Linked DNA regions of Mus musculus: regions 2 and 3 are each linked to region 1. Evidence: chromatin contacts called from public HiChIP or PLAC-seq and Micro-C data. All regions are on one chromosome and are shown on one strand. The core of a region is the stretch at or near the end of the contact, and the rest is flanking DNA. Distances in the headings are between cores, read along the strand shown. Region 1 holds the start of Olig2 (oligodendrocyte transcription factor 2). Region 2 has its middle 25 kb from the start of Ifnar2. Region 3 overlaps Gm41492 (a long non-coding RNA gene).

Region 1 (4,732 bases), core at 1,109-3,608:
GGACCACCAGATGCCTGGAACTGCTGGGACAAGCTAGTTAGCTAACCAGGCTGCTACGCTAGCCACAGGGCTAGGGGAAGTGGAAAGGCTGGGGGTGGGGGTGGGGGACGCAGAGCCAGCTAGCGCTGCGCTCTTGCCTTCCGGCTCCTTTTCCAGGCTCGCCGCTGTAGAAAGGTTTCCCCAACTTTCGTCCGGGTCTCCAACTCCAGCTACTGGACCAAGTGTACAGAATGTCAGGCAGTTCTCCCGCAGACTTCCGGACGCAGAAGAGACAAACCAGTAGAACGCAACAAAAGAAGGAACCTGGGCGCTCGGATGCTCCGGGCAGTCACACTAGCCTGGGTGGCTGCAACCTATCTCCCGCATATTGTACCGCCTGAGGTTTGTTAGGGACTTTGGAGATCCACATCCCAGCTGGTGGCCCCACAGAGCTCACCCCCACGTACGCCCTCTCTGCGGTTTGCCAACGAAGGCCCAAGAGTGGTCCTCACATGCCCAAGCTCCTAATCCCCACCACAAGCCCCGTGTGACAGATTCTGCTAATTGAACGGTTATGGGTCATCCTCATAACCGTTGGGCGACATTATCACCACGCTTCAATTCTTCATGTTTTAAATACATATTTAACGGATGGCTGCAGAGCCAGCTGGGAAACACGCGGGTCGGAAAACAATGCTTCAGAAGGCACGAGATGAGGGGCAAACGCGCCAGCCCACTGACACTCGAGGGTGGACCCCAGGGGGGGGGGCGGGGGAGAACTTAGCACGAAATGAGGAGCAATCGCCTGAGTTTTCATGCCTGTTCTGACTTTGCTACAAGAAGACCAATTACTGTTTGTCTGCTTGCTTGTTAAAACTACATATGCGAATTCAAATACCAAGCAATGAGAAGTAACGAGAAAAGACCGTTAAAACTCCGTGAGAAGGAATTGGCGCTTATGTTTGGGGGGTGGAGGAGAGGTAGCACCCGAGATCTGTAAAAAATAAATATCCCAACAAACAAACAAAACGCATTTGAGCTGGAAATGTCCGGATGTGAGAAACAGTTGGGGGTGGGGATACAACCTACTGCCCCCATGCTTGGGCACTGCCAATTGCTCGCATCCATCCACGGTAGGCAGGGTCACCTGTATGGGCCTGGCCGTATTTTCTCCTGGAGGCTTGCTGAAATCAATTCCTAGGTTTTCACTTCCATAAAATGGGTGAGTGTATAGTTATCTCTAGACTTCCCCAGGCAATTCACCCAGATCCAGTTTCTCAGCTTTGTATGTGTGTGTGTGTGTGTGTGTGTGTGTGTGTGTGTGTGAGAGAGAGAGAGAGAGAGAGAGAGAGAGAGAGAGAGAGAGAGAGGCTGCTACCTATAAAAGACGTCCCAAGGCAGCTAGGAGTGTGTTTCAAGTATCAACTCCCATCCACAGCGGAGAGCCTCCGATAATTCTTTGCAAATAATGTTGCCTCTACTCCAAGGCTTGGGCACCAAGATGTTGGAAGTTCAGTGGCTGGGTTTCCCTGAAAATGAATGAGGTGGAAGTCGTTAACCATCGATGCGTTGGCGCTTTGACTGTATTGAAAATAGCTCTCCGGAGCTTCTACACAATCTAAACTTTATAATGAATTGCGATTTCTTCCCAGAGTGCTAAGAACCTTTCTCTGCTTCCTTGCCCGCCCCGTGCTCTCCAAGGCCATGCCCCCACCTGGGGGCGCTACCGCCTGTCCCCAAAGCTGCAGCAACTGCCACTAAGTAGAAAGGAGCTAAGGGAGTGGGGGCCTTCTGCGCCGCTAGTGTTTTCTTATGCAACCACAAATGGTCACAGTTTGATGAAAATCACTCGATAGGTCGGCAGCGGGAAACAGGAGGAGGCGGGAGGGCTAGCAAAAACTCCAGGTGTGGCAAGCAACCTCGGTGTTCATTCTCAGCCATAGAACTGGTTGGCCATCGGACGAGTTTGCAGATTCCCCGTCTCACTCCGTACCCTGGCCTGACGCTACAGTGACAATATTTATATTGAAAGTTGCAGGCGTTCCCTCTCTGCCAGGGTCCCCAGACTTCTTTAGCAGCCCCGCTAGCCCACCCGCTTCTTCAGCTCGCCCTTTCCTCTCCCTGCCCAGGTCCCTCCTCCCATCCCTCCTCGCGAATCTCTCTACCGCGGGCGCCCATTGGCTGTGTGCTGAGAGGAGGCGTGTGCCGGGCCCGGCGGGTTTCATTGAGCGGAATTAGCCGGGTGACATCAGCTTCGCAGCCCCTCGGGCCGGCCCAGCTCATTGGCGCCTCTGCCCCTCCAGGAAAAGCACATTGTTCCCGCCCCCCGCCCGGACCACCGCCACCGCCGTCGCTGCTGCCTCCACCCAGCTATAAAAACCAGCGGAACCCCGAAAGGTGTGGATGCTTATTACAGACCGAGCCAACACCAGCGCCCAGAGCCAGGTTCTCCTCCGCAGCGAGCACCTCAAATCTAATTCACAGTAAGTGTCCCCGCCCCTTAACTGCTCCAGCCTAAACCCCGAAGACCGACTTCTCCAAAGTGGCTAGGATTTAGGATGCACCCTACAGTGCTGGCCTACTGGCCGAGATCCCGCCCCAATAGGTACTAATGACTGCCTGGGTGTCTACACTCACCGCAGCATCCCAGGCTCCAATAACTCCTGTTGCGAGTCCGCAAGCTAGCCGCGCGGTCGTAGAACCAGCGCTTAGAAAGTGAATCCAATGCGGGCTGCCAGTGCGTGTGTTCACGCTTGCCGGCGTTTGCTGCGTGTGTAGATGGCGTTAAAGGCAGATGCGTCTGAGCACCAGATAGAAAATACTTCTCTATTCAGATCTCCGGTCCAGAGAAAAGTCCTCATTTATTCCAGGCCGGACTGAAGAAATAAAACCTCTAGAATGTCCCTCATTGAGGGCCACCCAGAAGTCCCTGAAATAAAGTAACCGGTGGATGAGTGGGGAGGAGAGAGATTAGGATAACTTGCATGCCCCGGGCTGCTAGAAGGCCAGACTGCCGCGGCGTAGATGCCAACCACCTTTGCGGGTTCCTGGAGCTGCCGTGCAGGCGGGGACGGCGATTGTCTCACTTCTTTCTCCACACCCTGTGTGTCTGTCTGTCTGTCTCTGTGTATGTGTGTGTCTGTGTCTGTGTATCTGTCTGGTTCTCTCCTCAAGTTCGGAAGGTTGAAAAAAGAAGGATCATTCGAGAGCTTAGATCATCCCTGGGGCCATGGACTCGGACGCCAGCCTGGTGTCTAGTCGCCCATCGTCCCCAGAACCCGATGATCTTTTTCTGCCCGCCCGGAGCAAGGGGGGAAGCAGCAGCGGCTTCACAGGAGGGACTGTGTCCTCGTCCACGCCGAGCGACTGCCCGCCAGAGCTGAGCTCCGAGCTACGAGGGGCCATGGGCGCGTCAGGCGCGCATCCCGGGGACAAACTGGGCGGCGGTGGCTTCAAGTCATCTTCCTCCAGCACCTCCTCGTCCACGTCCTCGGCGGCCACGTCTTCCACCAAGAAAGACAAGAAGCAGATGACTGAGCCCGAGCTGCAGCAGCTGCGCCTGAAGATCAACAGCCGCGAACGCAAGCGCATGCACGACCTCAACATCGCCATGGACGGCCTGCGGGAGGTCATGCCTTACGCGCACGGGCCGTCGGTGCGCAAGCTCTCCAAGATCGCCACGCTGCTGCTGGCGCGAAACTACATCCTCATGCTCACCAACTCGCTGGAGGAGATGAAGCGACTGGTGAGCGAGATCTACGGGGGTCACCACGCCGGCTTCCACCCATCGGCCTGTGGCGGGCTGGCACACTCGGCGCCTCTACCCACCGCCACGGCGCACCCCGCGGCCGCCGCGCACGCCGCGCACCACCCGGCCGTGCACCACCCCATCCTCCCTCCCGCAGCCGCCGCCGCCGCCGCAGCCGCCGCCGCCGCAGCGGTGTCCAGCGCCTCTCTACCGGGCTCCGGGCTGTCCTCGGTCGGATCCATCCGGCCTCCGCACGGCCTGCTCAAGTCACCGTCGGCAGCCGCAGCCGCCCCTCTCGGAGGCGGGGGTGGAGGCAGCGGTGGCAGCGGTGGCTTCCAGCACTGGGGCGGCATGCCGTGCCCCTGCAGCATGTGCCAGGTGCCGCCGCCGCACCACCACGTGTCGGCTATGGGCGCCGGCACCTTGCCGCGCCTCACCTCCGACGCCAAGTGAGCCGGCCAGCGGGGGTGCGTCCTGGAGAGCCAAGGGCTGCGGAGCAGCGCGGACAGGCCAGCGCTGGGGCTCCGGGGCTCTGTTGCAAGAAGGGGAGCTGGACCACGGGCTGGGCCTAGGGGATTATGGGGAGTCGAATATATGGGAACCGAAGCAATGGGAGCATTTGAAGCGATGGAGAGATGCGTTCGTTCCAGAACCTGGTTGACTCTTTGGCTGAACACTCCAAGGGTCTGGGAGGCGCCATTGTACAAAACGGCCACAACGCGCGGGTACTTTCATCCCTGGAACTTCCTGCCTGCACCCCCAGGAAGTCTAAAAACTAACTTTCCGGTGTACAAAGATTGACTCCCTGTCTGGGCTTAGACGAGACGCAGAGCACTGCACTTGACTTCTTTCCCCCACTTCAGGCGGGGTAGGAGACTCCCAGGAACCGCACTGCAGAAGCGACCTCTGGGCCTCACCCTGCAGGTTCATCCCTGGCCCAGGGCCAGGCACTAAGTTAGTAGACGCTGGCGTGGGTATCAGAAGCACTTAGGGTCCTGTGGTCTC
Region 2 (4,732 bases), core at 893-3,392, 120 kb after region 1:
GCCTCTTTCTCCTGTGTGTGTGCATGCTATGTGTGCACCTGTGCTTGTGTGGTATGTGTGGTGTGAGTGTGGTATGTGTGTGTGGTGTGGTGTGTGTGTGTGGTGTGTGTGGTGTGTGATGTGATGTGTATGTGTGTGGTGTGTGTGTGTATGTGTGTATGGTGTGTGGTGTGTGTGGTATGTGTATGTGGTGTGTGTGTGTGTGGTTGGTGTGTGTGTGTGTGTGTGTGTGTGGTAGGTAGTATGTGTGGTGTGTGTGTGTGTGTGTGTATGTGGTGTATATGGTGTATGTGTATGGTATGTGTGTGGTGTGTGTGGTGTGTGTGGTGTATATGGTGTGTGGTGTGGTGTGTGTGATGTGTGTGGTGTGTGTGTGAGGTGTGTGTGGTGTGTGTGGTGTGTATGGTGTGTGGTGTGGTGTGTGTGGTGTGTGTGTGTGTGTGTGTGTCGGGTAGTATGCATGATGTGTGTTTGTGTGGTTGGTTTGTGTGGTGTGGTGTGTGTGTGTGTGGTAGGTAGTATGTGGTGTGTGTGTGTGTGTGTGGTGTGTGTGAGGTGTGTGTGTGTGGTTGTACATGCACATATGCACGAATGGGGAGCTCAGAGGATGACCCTGAGTGTCCTGAGGAGCCTGCCCCTTGCCTTTTAAGGCAAGGTCCCTCGCTGGCCTGGACATTACCAGGTAAGCTGGCCCAGGTGGGCAGAGATCCCCAGGGCTCCTCTCTCCCCTACCTTCCCAGCTTTTGCTTTTTACTGTGGGTTCTGGGGGCCAAGCTCCAGTTCCTTGGGCTTGTGAGGCATACACTTTACCAACTGAGCTGTCTCCCTGTGTCCTCAACACCCCATTTATTTGTTTCTTCATTTATTCATTCATTCATTCACTCGCTCATTCATTTGTTCATTTATTGTGAGTGCATGTTTGTGTATGCCTACACTCCACAGTGCAGAGAACGGTTTCGGGAGTCCACAGTCTCCCTTTTAAGGCAGCGTCTCCCTGCTCTGGGACCCGGGCCCCGGGCCCCAGGCTAGCTGGCCTTCAACGTTTCTGCCCAGTTCTGTTCCTGCCTCATATCGCAGGGTAGAGCTGGGGTCACAGGTGCACCCAATGCTGCTGGGTTTCTACTTGGGATGCAGGGGTGGAACTCAGGTTTACACAGCTGCCACAGTTACCTCAAGGGCCACCTCCCCACCTAGCCACTCCCCTCGCTGTGCTCTGAAGAGAGGATGCTGCTGTGTAGCTCAGTCAGTCTGGTCTTAGACTCACTGTGTATCTCAGGCTGACTTCAAACTCTTGATCCCCCTGCCTCAGCCTCCCAGAGAGGAGCTCCCACACCGGGCTCCAGGCTGGGTGGGAAGCAAGACATGATTAAATACCATCTTAAGTCAGTTCTGTTCTTTCTTCTCTTCTTGGGCAGGACCCACAGGCACCTGACACTCACGAAGAAGCGAACCGGTTTGTACCACCTGAAATGGTCTCTCTCTCTCTCTCTCTCTCTCTCTCTCACACACACACACACACACACACACACACATCCTGAAATGGTCTCTCTCTCTCTCTCTCCCTCTCTCTCTCTCTCTCTCTTTCACACACACACACACACACACACACACACACACATCCGAATTCCAAGATGGCTGCCAAATGGCTGGGTAACAAATCACGTGCCTAGTGTTTTTACCTGAGACTTTTCTGCTTTGGACCTTTGGTTCTAGAACCTTCCATTTCTGTGGCATTTGTTTCAGAAAACTGGGCAGCATGAAAAAACAGGGACAGGCACTGAACACACAGTACTGACCGGGTCTGTTTTGTTATGCATCCCTGTAAAAGGGCATTAGATGATTTTAGCTCTCTGGCAATCTGACATTTTTTAACAACTAATTAGCTGGATGTGAAAGTAGATTCTGGAAAACCAGAATTAGGTTCCAGAGAAAGACAAAAAACGACACTCTCCATCCACGACCAGGAACCCTTCTCTCCCTGGCTCGTTCCGGCTTCGGCAGTGTGGCCTCAAGGTTAGGGCCAACTCCCTTAAACTTGAGCTCCACAACTAAACCATTTTGACCTGTTATTTTGAGCTCCGATTCACCTCGGATTTTCTATTCCTTATCCCCTGCTTTCGCTATTTCTCAACTTCCTCAAAAAAAAAAAAATGTTTAAGCATAACTTCTCAAAAGAAAAAAAATGAACCGTTTGCATAAACCAGTATCAGAAAGAAAAAAAAACTGGAGAAAAATATGTATATTCCCTGCCCTAGAATGTAGAGGGACTCTGCCTCGTGAGGACATACCTGTGTCCCCAGGACTGGGCCCTGAGAGGCTGTGCTTGGAAACAGGAGCAAGTAAATAAACCCTGCGTGTGTGCAGTGCTCCCTGTGTGTGCAGTGCTCCCTGCAGCTGCGTCGAGATGATCTGGTTTGTTTATGCATTTCCCCGTGCTCTTTGTCTGACACTAGGCTTTTGCTAGCTAGCTATCAAACGTTGCTCATGTTTAAGGGTTAAAATAATGGGGTCATTATGGGCCTATTCTGGAGAAACAGGCCAGAGAGACCCACAGCGGACTCGCCGCAGCTGTCGGGAGCCACCGACAGCCCCTGGGGAATTTGCTTATTTCTCTATCACACAATCCCACCTTGATACCAGGGACAAAAACACACCCACTGCATTTGGGCCCTGTGCTAAGAATAATTGTCACCAATATTGATTGGCCCTTGGGGACTCGGCTGAATTTAAAAACTGCAGACTGTGAAATCCCAGCTGGGGGTAGCCTCCCTGAGATCGGGGCTTATTTGTGACATGTTCCTATGTTTAAACTTATCTATGAAAACTGTGAAATTAATAACCTCCCGTTGAGTACAATATGGTTACGCGCCCTGCCGCAGCGCACAGCTATTTTTGTTCTTATTGTTTTCGGGCTGGCTCCAGTCCCCACCCTGGAAACTGAACGCGAAGCCTGAGCGTATTTGTTACCTGGTGTCTTACGTTCCCATGGTTTTCGGAGATGGTAGAAAAGCGATGGGGGGGTGGAGGGGTGTAAGGGGCGGGGGGACACGTTGGTTTTCAAGCTGGTTTGGGCCTTAAGCAATCTCACGGACCGATTTCAGCTGTCAGCTCCATTCTGCCTTCTGAGGTGGTTTCAAGCTTGACTGCTTTCATTTGCACTCAAACCAGAGAGGGAAGAGTGCTAATGTAGGCCTCAAAGTTCACACGTGTTGGAGACAAAAGTTCCAAACGTGTGCTGAGATCAGTCACAGCTGAAAGAGAAATGCTAACCCCACCCAGGCTTAAGTCTCTAGGAAGGGTGTTTTAAAGTCACGCGCGCGCGCGCACACACACACACACACACACACACACACACACGCACGCATGCACGCACGCACGCACGCACGCACGCACGCACGCACGCACACACACACACACACAAATGTGCATTTCTGCTGATGAAGCTTCCAAGGAATCCCGGTTGATTCCCTGGCATGATTAAAAACTGCTTGAGACAAATTTTCAATTCTGTTTCCTGCGCTCCCCGAAGTTCTTTGTGAGGGGCTTTGGCGTCAAGGCCAGGTCCTTTCGAAAGCTCTGTTCTCTTCCTCTCCACTCTGGTTCCCCCTCCCTCATGATAATTTTAAAACCCAAACCAACCTCCCTCCCCCCCCCACCCAAAAAAAAAAGTGGTCTGTTTTTAAAGATGTATAAGAAAAAGAAAAGCTGTAAGGTGGACAGTAACCAGCCCTGTGTTTTGCAGCCTCCAACTTTTATTTTCTCTGGCTTATCTCCATGCCAAAAATCTGCAGTGGAGTGCACAGTTAGGTTTGGTTACAAGAATTGCAACCAGATTTTTTTTTAAATACAGCTGCTTAAAAAAAAAAATGGCAGGCTTCTTCTATCCCTCACATGTAAATCACACACATAATCCCCCTTGTATCTTAAAGGGGAAACTCAGTAAGCAAACAAAACATAATGTCCCCATTAGCATTCACCTTTATATTTTATGCTTAAAGAATTCACTTTCCTGCCCAGCTCTTTCAAGTTCTTCTTCACATCTCTTATGGAGATACTCAATACAGCTGCTTTGGTTTCTTGCTAGTTAGTACTTTGAAAGGAGGAATTATTAATATGATTCCTTACTAGTATCGTTGTTGAGCATTTTACCTTACTGGGAAAAGTTTTCAATTAGCAATAATCGCACCTCGGATAAACCTCATTGGCTAAGGTACTGACACTGCCCAAAGCTAAGCAATTTACTTTATTATTGTCTGGGGTTTCTAAGGCAGTGCATCTGTAAGATAAATATGAATCATAACTAATGAACAAGAGCATATGTAGTCTGGGGTTTCTAAGGCAGTGCATCTGTAAGATAAATATGAATCATAACTAATGAACAAGAGCATATGTAGGACTAAGAAATGCAAGTACAACATACACTGTCATTTGTTTTATTGCCCAGATTTTCAAAATAGTCTTTAAAATGTTGACCCCACAAGTTGAGCAAACGTACTTCTATTGAACCAGAGCAGAGCAGAAAGGCAGCCCCAAAGCCTCTGTCTGAGCTTTGACTGAATTTATGTAGTGACCTAATGTGCCCTCCAAAAGTCTGTCTTGCTTTTTACAGAAAATTAGTCCCAAGAAACAAAGATAAAGTGCGTGGCTAGTTGCCTGGGAATAAAGTTGTCGGTGGCCGGGATGTTTTAGGATGGATGTATTTGAAACTGTTTCATCTTGAGACTTGTTAACA
Region 3 (4,732 bases), core at 1,272-3,771, 85 kb before region 1:
CAAGGACACGGGAGCTAGTGACTGGAATTTACAAAGCCAGTGAAAGCAACAGCTGAAGAGAGAATCGGGGAACTGGAAGATCACTGATGGGGAAATCATCCAGAATAATAAGTGTTCCGATGGCCGACAGCACAGGAAGTATTAGCAGTGTTAGCCCAAGCTCTTTCTCCTAAACGACAAGCCTATCCAGGAGGCAGGTTGGTCCCAACACAAGTGAAACAGCACGGCTTAGAAACAATGTTTCAATACAGCAAGCCTCATGTGTGGTTGAGAAACAATGTTACAATATGGCAAGCCTCATGTGCGAAAGCCACCTCAGCCAAGGTGTGCCAGACACGCAGAACCAATGCCCTGGAGAGATTTATGGAGAAAGATGGTTTTATTATAAGGAATTGGCTTGTGTGGTTTTTGGATGCTGTTGAGTCCCAAGGCCTGCAGGAGATCCAGGAAACAGGTTGTGCATATCCAGTCTGTTAGGTCGCAGATGAGATGCCCAAAAGACCAATGTTTAGTTCATATCCCATATCTGAAGAGGAAAAAAAAATCCAGTATTGGAGGAGGGAGGATTCTCTCTTGCTTCTGGAGAGGTCAGTATTTTTGTTATGCCCAACCCTTTAGCAGGGTGGACAAGGTCCATTCACAAGTCAGAAAGCAATCTGCCTTATTTGGCTTACTGATTAAAACATTAGTCTAGCCCCCACAGCACTATTATGGAAGTATTCAGGAGGATGTTGGACCAAATCTCTGGTCACCCTGCGGCCTTTTCCAACAGATGCATAGAATCAACCATCACCTCTGGTCTTGGTAATGTAATCAGTGCATGGTATCTTGGCCAAGTTCTGGATGGTGTTGTAAAGTAAATGGTGTGCGTATTGAAGCTACAGAGATCCAGATGGAATGCCCAGATGGCTGCGTCATCTTAGACACATTACTTAATTCTCCCATCTTAGGACAGAATAACATGGTACTTATCTCAAGGGGGTATTGGGTATGGAAGGGGCATTTTCAAAGATAATACATACAACCCACTGAACACCTACTCTAGGACAACCCTCTGATGGCTACTGCATTGTGGTCAGGTGTCCCACAACAGACTAAGTGATGTCTTTGTCATAGTTGTGTTGTAGCAGCAAGTGTTCTCTGTATCTATGGGTAGAGGCCACATCTCACACTACTTGAGGACTTCCTGATCCTGTCCTCCAAACAGACAGCTCAAGAGCTTCTCTATGCTGAGAAAGTGTGAGAAGAAACACCTGCAGGATATCATGTTTATAGGCTAAGTGGTCAGGATTGGCTGCAGATGAGACTAGAGGTGTTGCTGTCATTACCATTATTATCCTCATCATCATCATCACCACCACCACCATCATCATCAGATCAGTTGGATGGGTCCCCAATTCTCCGCCTCCTCCATGGAGAAGAAGTGGGACTGTCCTGACAGCACTCTCTCTGCTCAAAGAATGGAGGGAGGGGATCCATGTGACCTCACATGAAGCCTCTGCCAGCTGCAGCTTGGACATGCCAAGTTCTGGAATGCAGCTTCTGGGCAGCGGCAGCTAGAGCGCTCTGGCTCTGTGCACAGCAGGCCCTGGCTGTCCTGATAAGAACTACAGGCCCCGGGAGAACCAGGCGGCTCATCTCCCTGTCAGGGGGCTCTCGCCAGCCTGGCTTGCTCTACATTGCTGCTCAGCGTTAGTGATGACCCGTCTGCAGATTTTAATCCGTATAGATTCCCAGAGCCATTGCTTTGAAGACTGGCGGCTATGCTAGGTCTGTAGGCAGGCAAGGAGGAAGAAGAGACAGGTGGGAAGGGTGGGGGGCGCTGTCCTTTCCCCTCTCTCTGTAGTCTCCCCCTGAGCAGAAGCCTTCCCCTCTGCCTCTACAAGGGACAAGGGATGAGAAAAAGGCTCGCTTACACTCCCAAAGAAGCACAAAGAAAATCAATGTGTCTCCCCGACGTGCTCGTGTGAGCTCCGCCAATTTCTTCAAGCCCCTGGTGTTCAGCGGGTCAGCCCAGTTCCCAACCCAGTCCTCAACTGGATTTAGAAGGCGGGGACCCAGACAGCACTCAAATCCCTCATGTGGAGCCTTGCTGCTTCTCATTTGTATAAGCTACAGCGGAGGAAAGTCTCAGAACTTTCCCGGGCTATAGGACTCCGCTTTGAAGCAGTTCCCAACAGTAATTCTGTAATGGACACAAAGCTTGCTTACACCGAGTATCTCCCCTGCAGAACTCACAGCCCGGCTTGCAAGGATGGCAGTGCGGGACTCCCTCGGGGAATGAGCTACCCTGGCCAGAGATCGGCTGATTTTTTTTTTTTTTCTTTCCTGACACAGACCCATAAACACATAGATACCGAAGAGTTAATTTGCGTTTTTTAAACCCCCTTTCCAATGCCCGCTCTCATTCCTATAAAATCTCCATGCCCAGACATCAAATCAGTAAGCCCTGTTGCCTGTCAGTGAATACAATGTCAGGCCATTAGTATGTTAATAAGTCCGGAGGGCGACAGGTGGCCTACTAGACAGCTCAATTAAGCTGCTCATTAAACACACGCTAACGAACAGCCAAGGCAGGGCCTGAACAGCACCATTCTGTAATGACATGATGTCAGAAGGAACAAATGAGGAAAAATAACAAAAACATTACAGCCGGGACAGACGCCACTAACAAGAACCCCTCGCACTACATCAGCCCCCAAATTAATGAGTCACAGGGATCAAAAAACTCGACCCAACATTCTCAGGAGGCTGAATGGAGCAAGATTTTTTTTTTTTTTTTTTTGGTCACTATTAAAAAAAAAAAATCTCCAAACCTAAAATGACTGCAAAAAAAAAAAAAAAATTTAACTGCCGTCAATTATTAAAGCAAAGTTTATTTGACACGACTAATAAGGAGGTCTGAGAAATTCGTATTATGGAATTTGAATGAAAATCATTATTTAATGAGATCATCATTGACATTTGATTGGCTTTCTTTCCCCCTTGCACAGGTTTGAGCCGTTTGGCTTCTGTACTGCCCGTCCAGTCTGAGCGCACAGCAAGCGAGCCGAATGAGAAGGAGCCCCCGGGCCTGCTGCTCAGGTGAGGCTCCTACTTGTTAGGGATGTAAGCCCCGGGACTTCCAGCTGCTGCTAGGCGTTATCTCATTTCCTAAGAAGTAGCTTCCAGAAGCAAACCTCTGCGGGGACCACTGCTGACCTTGGAGAGACGCACTGCTAAACTAACAGGCTGCGGGGCCCTGACCACAGCTCTGAAGCTGACACCCACCTTGCAGTGAGGACTTTGCTCCAGGTTCTAGGGCTGCGCGGGGCGGAAGCTGGGAGAAGGCAGGGGACCACCCACTCTGGGTGTGTGTCTGGGGAATCTTAGCGCATCGCTTGGAAGCACGGCTCTGCCCATGCACTGCTTCTCTAAATGGAGCTGAGGGACTGCTGCTCTGTGACTCGAAGTACCTTGTTTTACTTCTTCGCTGTAATTTCATGGACATGATGATGGCTCTGCCTTGTCTCCCAACTTAAAAAAAAAAAAAAAAAGCCGTTTTGGGGCCTTAACAATTGAACTTAGGGCCTTGTGCCCTATTAGGCAAATGCCAGTGAACTCCATTCTCAGCCCAAGTTTTATCTGTTTGTTTAGATAGGGTCTTACTAAATTCCCCAGACTGGGAATTCTGTGCCCAGAACTGACCTTGGAACTCTCTTTCCTCACCTTCCCACAAGGCTGGAATACGGCCCAAGTCTGGCCCAGCCTTTCTATTTTAAGCAATTTGTTCAAAAGAACTGTAAGATACCCCTGGAAGTTATCCTCTGTTTGGAAAGCTGAAACTGGTAGCAAAAACAAAAAACAAAAAACAAAAAAAACACTGCAAAGAATCAAGGATTAAAAAAGTTCGGGATATTATTTAGAAACACAGTTAGAATTTAAAATCGATGTTAGGAGCATAGATCAATGATAGAGAGCTTGCCTTATATGTGCAAGGCCCTGGCTCTGAGGTCCAGCACCGCGAATGAATGAATGAATGAATGAGTAAATAAATAATAAAAATAAGCCTGGGGTACCAACACTGCAGAGGTAAAAGCAAGAGACTCAGAATCAGGGTGACAATCTTTGGTTAAATAGAGCTCTGGCCTAGCGTGGGCCTGTGTGAAAAAAACAATGTCTTGAACATCAGCTGCCTGGAGTAGATGAAAGGGTGACAAGGCAGGACATCTGCTGGGCGGGGCATCTGCTGGGCGGGGCATCCTCTAACCCTGGGAATATGAGTAGGATGTGTGGGTGGGAGGAGCCCCCAGGATGCCTATGTTAACCACACACCCCAACAAACAAAAATAAGTTAGGGTACTCCTTAAGGGTACAAAGAAGCCATTCTACCAGATCAACTGTTCCCAGTACTTTAAAATACAGGGAAGACCAAGACAACTGCAAACAGTGAGGTTAGAAAATTAAAGTTCCAACATCTTCTTCTGCATCCCAAGTGACCATATTGGGTGAGTCTTGGCCCCAGCTGGGAATGAGAAGGAAAAAGGTGTCTAACAAACACAGGGAAGGGTAGTCAAGGAATACGTATGTGCAGGGGTGCGTGTGGAAGAGGTGAGGTGTCAGTGGTCACACACCCCCCATGGAGACAAGGCAGGGGTCCTAAAACTGAAGGGCATTGGGAGGAATGTGGCAAAGCTAGAGGAGATGCCACCCAAAAGGGCAGAGGCAACGGAGAGTAGTGTGGGCCTGCATG

The links. A called contact is a pair of places that touch in the nucleus more often than the background predicts. HiChIP or PLAC-seq counts read pairs in DNA pulled down with a chosen protein or histone mark.
Region 2: a Micro-C map of B cells shows a contact between it and region 1, with 8 times the contacts expected there. The contact joins the enhancer-like site here to the promoter of Olig2 in region 1. A contact is called at or near these places in 26 of 39 promoter capture datasets (the 3T3-L1 cell line, 3T3-L1-derived adipocytes, the C10 cell line and 13 more), 4 of 15 datasets of contacts at CTCF or cohesin (embryonic stem cells, pro-B cells and stem cell-derived epiblast-like cells), 146 of 484 Hi-C or Micro-C datasets (8-cell embryo, B cells, the CH12 cell line and 62 more), 29 of 115 datasets of contacts at active chromatin or transcription factors (the HPC-7 cell line, acute myeloid leukemia, astrocytes and 14 more) and 3 of 9 other capture datasets (embryonic stem cells, liver and macrophages).
Region 3: an H3K4me3 HiChIP or PLAC-seq map of embryonic forebrain shows a contact between it and region 1, with 2.4 times the contacts expected there. The contact joins the enhancer-like site here to the promoter of Olig2 in region 1. A contact is called at or near these places in 1 of 39 promoter capture datasets (the SN4741 cell line), 4 of 115 datasets of contacts at active chromatin or transcription factors (embryonic forebrain, embryonic midbrain, neural stem cells and 1 more) and 5 of 9 other capture datasets (adipose tissue, embryonic tail, embryonic trunk and 2 more).

The regions. Positions count from the first base shown.
Region 1 is chr16:91,223,192-91,227,923 of GRCm38.p6, forward strand. It overlaps Olig2 (oligodendrocyte transcription factor 2), which reads left to right and starts at 2,359. Exons shown (of 2, transcript NM_016967.2): 1 at 2,359-2,462; 2 at 3,154-4,732. The coding sequence starts at 3,209. The coding sequence ends at 4,180.
Region 2 is chr16:91,345,554-91,350,285 of GRCm38.p6, forward strand. It overlaps the pseudogene Gm24695. Among named protein-coding and RNA genes, the nearest start is that of Ifnar2, 25 kb to the right of the region's middle. Within about 2 kb of position 2,143, at least 30 of the 459 cell types and tissues checked have an H3K27ac peak or open chromatin away from gene starts, as enhancers often do. A contact at or near this core is called in B cells, the CH12 cell line, bone marrow-derived dendritic cells and 6 more, where this site is marked.
Region 3 is chr16:91,138,095-91,142,826 of GRCm38.p6, forward strand. Gm41492 (a long non-coding RNA gene) reads right to left here. Exons shown (of 3, transcript XR_876242.2): 3 at 1-526. Among named protein-coding and RNA genes, the nearest start is that of Gm41492, 60 kb to the right of the region's middle. RefSeq lists an enhancer at 1,051-4,176. Within about 2 kb of position 2,522, at least 36 of the 459 cell types and tissues checked have an H3K27ac peak or open chromatin away from gene starts, as enhancers often do. A contact at or near this core is called in embryonic forebrain and neural stem cells, where this site is marked.